Regions from separate parts of the Mus musculus genome. Here region 2 is linked to region 1. Evidence: chromatin contacts called from public promoter capture Hi-C data. All regions are on one chromosome and are shown on one strand. Each heading gives the region's core, a stretch centred on a gene start, on an enhancer-like site or on the middle of the called end of the contact. The rest is flanking DNA. Distances are from core to core; before and after follow the strand shown. Region 1 holds the start of Ctsc (cathepsin C). Region 2 holds the start of Ccdc89 (coiled-coil domain containing 89).

What was found. Promoter capture Hi-C pulls out the DNA fragments that hold promoters and counts their contacts.
Region 2: a contact with region 1 is called in a promoter capture Hi-C map of liver, with 2.2 times the contacts expected there. The contact joins the promoter of Ccdc89 here to the promoter of Ctsc in region 1. A contact is called at or near these places in 3 of 39 promoter capture datasets (liver and pre-B cells).

Annotation. Positions count from the first base shown.
Region 1 is chr7:88,276,595-88,279,802 of GRCm38.p6, forward strand. It overlaps Ctsc (cathepsin C), which reads left to right and starts at 1,491. Exons shown (of 7, transcript NM_009982.5): 1 at 1,491-1,780. The coding sequence starts at 1,609.
Region 2 is chr7:90,424,534-90,427,741 of GRCm38.p6, forward strand. It overlaps Ccdc89 (coiled-coil domain containing 89), which reads left to right and starts at 1,779. Exons shown (of 1, transcript NM_027298.1): 1 at 1,779-3,208. The coding sequence starts at 2,051. The coding sequence ends at 3,163.

The DNA of each region.
Region 1 (3,208 bases), core at 241-2,740:
CATTGACTTTAGAAAGGCTGCTTTAATTTCTTTTTAACAAGTAAGTGTTCTACTTTGATTATGTCCATCAAAGGAATTCCCAGATCCCACGTTTAGCTCTAAGATATGGATCATTTAGTAAAATGTTTCAACAACGACAAACTGTAGAAATTTAGGAAAGTGATGCTATCTGTAATGGGGCCTTTAAAAGAAAATGCTAGCTTAATTATACAATGTCAATTCTTAATCCTATAAAGGCTTTTGAGATCTAGAAGGTGTCAGCTCCTCCCCATTTAGCTCTTGTAGCCTAGTTTCATATGAAAGAACACTCTAGCCCCTTAGTTATCAAGAAGGACCCCTATCAAAGTGTGCCTTCAGGCTTAGAAGCCTGAGTGTTTTTAAAGCAGAATTCAGAGACAGAAGTGGTTTGTTCTTCAACCACATTGCTTCCTCGGACTGCATGTACTCAGTGGAAAAAAAAAAAAAAAAGTCTGCACATAAATATCTGTGATCTGTGGGATGGGGTTTAAAAAGAAACAAAGTGCACAAGCCTACTAGGTCAAAGAGGCTCATCAAGTCTGCCTGGTTCATCTCTGTATTCTCAGATTAGCTCAGAATGATCATGATCCCAGCCAACAACAGCCAGGCAACTCAAAACAGCTCTCACAAGAGCAGGATGCTTCGCTAAAGATTACTACTTAACAATTGCAGGCAAGAAGACTGACAGAGGAGGCAAGGTTCAACTATGCTCCCTTCAGCTCGCCCTTGGGAAAGCCTGACACAGGAGCTCAGAAGACCACTTCATCCTGAGCAAGCTACTTCCTCTTTCTCTAATTCTTGCTTTCATTCTGAAAACAGAAGGGCTTGAGCAATGTGATCACAATGTGATCACCCCAGTCACCCGCAACCCCCACCCCATTCAACTTAATCCTAATAAAGTTCCAGGGAGGGAAAACAAAACAGATTCACCCAACCTGTAAAGGTTCACTACAATTGAAATCTTCGGGTAAACAGGCAGACCGGAAACCAAAGAAAACCCTGAAGATAAAAAGCTAGATTTGGTAAATGGAACAGAAATTCTCAAGACTATCTTAGGTTAGCTAGTAAAGTTTTTCCACGGAGTCAGAAATGCAGGAAAGTGCACCAAAAACAAGAGAAAGAGAATTAGCCTCAGTAGACTTTAAGACTCTTGTCAACCCTGTATTGCACAGGGTAGATTCTATTTTAATCACACTGGCATTACAAAACACCGCTACAGAGTTCTCAGCTTTGGCGTTCCTTGAAAGGCAGAGGTCCCCAAAGGCCACTTTCCTTCTTCCTCCTAGTGGTGCCTGTCCCCACCCTACACTGTCACTAACTAACTTCCTCAGGCCACCTCGTGCTGCCTCACCTAGTCACACCCTGTCCCTCCCTACATCTCAGTCACTCCACGCCCCCGTCCTCACAGCCTCGCCGCTCCTCCCCCACCTCATTCTGTTCTCACCACCCTGTAACCCCGCCCCGCGGACCCTGGGTTTCCGGGCTCTTGGGTATTTTAAGGCGGGAGCCACTAGGGTCGCCTGACTGCCATCGAGTGGTGTTCCAGTTGAACTTGCTTTCTCTGCCATCTGCTCCGCGGGCGCCGTCAGCATGGGTCCCTGGACCCACTCCTTGCGCGCCGTCCTGCTGCTGGTGCTTTTGGGAGTCTGCACCGTGCGCTCCGACACTCCTGCCAACTGCACCTACCCTGATCTGCTGGGCACCTGGGTGTTCCAGGTGGGCCCTAGAAGTTCCCGAAGCGACATTAACTGCTCGGTGATGGGTAAGCGGCTTCCCAGGGTCCCGAGTTGTCCTTTTCTGTCCCTGAGTCCTTGCCTTGGGGCCGGCGTTTCTGGGTGACTGGAGAGTTAAGAGCTGACGAACGGCCCCTTGGGGGATCAGAGCCAGGGCCGCTAAGTTGAATTTGAGCTGCTGAGAACTTCTAACTTTACACTTATTTTCCTGATTATCTCACAACTCATGTTCAAGGAAACGCGCCCCTGGTTTTTTACTTGTTTTATTTGCTTTGATTTCTTAGAAGCGAGTGGAGAACTGCTTTCTTGACCCTTCACTCAGGTCTGACAGGTTCTTGTTTTTAAAATTCAGAGTCTTGACTGCTGAGCTCAGACTCTAGGAGTTAGCCTTTTTTTTTTTTTCTTTTTTTTTTTTTTTCTTTTTTTTTTCTTTTTCTTTCTAATGGGGGCGCTCCTTCTTTCCCTGTGAGGTAGTGGGAAGAGACCACTTCAAACTGGGCCTGTTTTATCTGCTACTTTCCTTGACATTTCTGGACGCCTTGTTTAAGGAATTTCGAGAGATATACAAAAGCTTTTTCCTGTCTCTTTTGTCACATTTTACAGTAGTGTTTGGATATGACGGAAGCAAACGCAATGCCTAACACTTGGCTCTCAGTGAGTATGTAGTAAATGAAGACTGGGGCATTCCACGTGCCTCGGATATAGGAAAACAGTAGTACAGATAAGAAGAGTGACACTTATGGTCTCCCCAGTCAGAGTTGCACAGAGAAACTCAACTCTGAACTGTAGTTTTCTTGTGAGTAGAATAAATGCTGTCATATATCCCACCTCCCCTGCCTCCAACAAGGAGTCATTTACTAAATTCCAGGTGACTGGGTTTAGCTTAATCCTGGGTGGTGTCTACAATTGTTTCTTTTCTAAATTTGAGCATGGAGATGAGGCAGAAGGGAGAGAAAAGGTTTGCATCGCCTTATCATATGAAGTCTCTGATAAGTTATTCCTTCACGGTAAAATGAGCTAATTCAAGCCAGATCAGGGACCTATCTACCTATCTGTCTGTCTATCTATCTATCTATCTATCTATCTATCTATATCTCAGGTTTATTTGGAAACTGCTTTTGGCAGGGGAGGCAAGATCACAGATCAGGGAAACAGCCTTGGGAAGGGAGACAGAGGAGAAGGGGAAGAGATTGAAAGTTCCCATGGAGAGAAGGTCTGAAGATAGAAAGGACAAGAGGCCGGGCAGTGGTGGCACACACCTTTAATCCCAGCACTTGGGAGGCAGAGGCAGGCGGATTTCTGAGTTCAAAGCCAGCCTCGTCTACAGAGTGAGTTCCAGGACAGCCAGGGCTACTCAGAGAACCCTGTCTCGAAAAACCAAAAAAAAAGGAAGGACAAGAGACCAAAATGACTGGATTATATAGGGAAGAGCCTCTGGTGGAAGGGCAGCCCAACCC
Region 2 (3,208 bases), core at 529-3,028, 2.1 Mb after region 1:
TCCTTATTATAGTATGCAGGGTTCACAGCTGGGTGAGAATGTTGATGTCTTTCCCCCCAGCAAGCCTACAGAGCACCTTCCAGCACTATGAAAGCTAGCCAATAAGATCAGTTTCATTTTCCATATTCTGTGACAAAAGCATGTGGTATCTCCAATAACAGGGTCTTATCAAGTCTTGGTGGGCAACTAAGAAGAATGAAGATAGCCTGGGTCGTTTTAGGAGTCTCTGGATTTTTTGATCAATAGCTTTAAGGCAAATGTCTTGTTCCTGATGCTTAGCTCTTTGTTTCATGATCTATGGCTTCTAGGGAGAAATATATATGTGTGTTTGTGTGTGTGTGTGTGTGTGTGTGTGTGTGTATTCTAATATTTATATTTTAAAAGATTATAAAATAGGTTTACTCAAACTTTTTCAAACATCCTATGTGTTAGTATTCCTCCTCCTGCACCCTCAATAAATCTTTTGAAGTTCTTTGCTTTAATTTAGAAAAAAAATCTATCGATTTTGATGTTACAGAAGTTAATTTGTACTTAACAAAATACATTTTTAAATGTGGAAAAACTATTCAATAAAGATCTCTGAATATCTGTTATGTGTGTGGGCCTTAGGTAGGTAGGGAGGGAGGGAGACAGTTATTCCAACCCGGAGAAACAACTGATGTTAATATTTTGAGAGTTTTTCCTGTTCTTAGAAAATATATTTTATAATTTCAGTTTGTTATATCACATAACCATATAAGGTAATCAACAAATACAATGTTCACTATATGTAAAACAAGAAGAGACACATTCAAATTTTCTGGTCATTTGCTCTTTATATTCTGGATGAAAGTCAGTTAAGAGTGTCTATGCTAACTAAAAGTGCTTTAACTGTATTGAGAGCCAGTAACTGTCCTTGTGGGGAGCTGTTTGTTTGAAATAATCTGAAGAAGAAGGAGGAGGAAGAGGAGGAGGGGGAGGAGGAGGAGGAGGAGGAGGAGGAGGAGGAGGAGGAGGAGGAGGAAGAAGAACCTTGTGCAAAGCTTCTGCCATCTACCTCATAATAATTAAGAAGCTTGGAATCTAAATATCCAAAAGAAACAGCTAATTGAGCATTATCATGTTTAAAGGGAAATCATAATTAATGAGAATTATATCCATTTATTTTTACTGACTTTGGTGGATGAAATACCATCTAATTTTTGCTTGCATTTGTTGGATCATTCTTGAGATTCATTGCTCAGCTGTTTCTGTCTCGTTTTTAAAATGTATTTATTTATTTCTCTTTCAACATGGTGCTCTATTAATGCTTCTAAGGTTTTTATTAATATGTCAATCTTATCTGACACTTTTATACACACTCGACTATCACTCTTGGCGTCTTGTCAAACAGACTTGTATCTCCATGTTTCCAGTGTGCAAGGCACAAGTGTAATCAACCATCATGGGGTGTGTTGTTGTTTTGGTTTGGTTTTTGGTTTTTGTTTCTGATTTGATTGCATCTGTATTGTTCATTGCGTTTCTGTCTGTCCATTTATTTTCCCAATAGATAAACAGGAGGATTGAGTGTCTAACTAAAGGTGTCCACTCCCAAAGATAAGGTTAGAGTTAAGGGAAACAAAAGAAATTTCATTTATAGCAGCTGAGCTAAGACTTGGGTCCAGACTCTCCTTTGTGTGCACCCATGGCGAATTGTTTCTATAGACAGCAGTTTCTTTTCAGAATAAAGAGCAGAGTAAGTCACTGTAAGCTTACTTTGTTTACTCTTATGAGAAATCAGGATTTGTAGAGAATAGGAAGCTGACTTTGTGGAAGGCTTATGTCTTTGCGGCACAGGCGGGACAGTGGCAGTGAACTAAGAACTGTGATTGGTTTAAACGACATGCGTAGCCTGACCAGATTGGCCCTGAACTCCCCCTATTACCTCACTGCGTTCTGCAGGCCTGTCCACCAATTATAGGACTCCTTACTGGAAAAACCAACCGCTGGAGAGTGCCAAGCGTCCATAGCAACGCCCCTTTGAAATCAGAAGGGGGAAAGACTGAAGTCAGTTCTCCCGCAGAGCGCGTCTATGCCGCAGGAGGAGAAGACTCTTAGGATGGATACCCCACCCCCCGACGAGATCTTAGGAAAACAAAACGAAAACCTGCAAAACCAGGATGAGGAATTGGGGTTTAAGGAAATGGACGGTCTGAGAGAAGCTTTGGCCAACCTTAGGGGACTGTCTGAGGAGGAGAAGGGCGAGAAGGCAATGCTTCGCTCCCGCATCCAAGAGCAATCCCAGCTCATCTGCATCCTGAAACGCAGATCCGACGAGGCCCTGGAACGCTGCCAGATCTTAGAACTGCTCAACTCGGAGCTGGAGGAGAAGAGGCTGCAGGAGATGGAGAAGTTGAAGGCCCAGAGTGAGCACATCCAAAAGCTGGAGAATCACTTCATGATCCTGGCATCCAACCACGAGCAGATGATTCGCTTCAAGGATGCGCACAAGAGTGAAAACGTCAAGCTGAAAGAGGAGAATGCGAGGCTGAGGCAGGAAAACAACAGCCTCTTCAGCCAGGCTCTGAAAGACCAGGAGGCTAAGGTACTGGAGCTCACTACACTCAACAAGGCCCTGGTGGAGGAACTGGAGGTCTTGAAACAGAGATGCGCTCACGAAGCTAGCCAGGCTCAGGCCCGAGAGGAGGAGCTGCTGGGCCTGCAGAACCAGCAAGCCTGTGACCATGCCAAGGAGACCGAGGAGCTGCGCAGCCAGCTGCAGAGCATCAAACAGCAACACCAGCAGGCCACGGAACAGATGGGAAAGGAGCAAGAGGCTAATCTCAACCTGAACCAGGAGCTGCAGGCCAGGCTGCAGACTGTCCTGCGAGAGAAAGAGGAGCTGCTGCAGCTGTCCATGGAGAGAGGCAAGGTGCTTCAGAACAAACAGGCTGAGATCCGCCAGCTTGAGGAGAAGTTGGAGACAGCAGCCATGGCTAAGAAGCATGCGCTGGAACGCTTTGAGCAAGAGGCAGTGGCCGTTGATAGCAACCTGAGAGTTCGCGAGCTTCAGCGCAGGGTAGATGGGATCCAGAAAGCTTATGATGAGCTGCGTCTGCAATCAGAAGCCTTCAAAAAGCACAGCCTGGATCTCTTAAGCAAAGAGAGAGAGCTTAATGCCAAACTCCGCCATCTCTTTCCATAAGAGAAATTGTGCTTCCTGTGGTCTCCAGTCAATATTTCAAGTCCA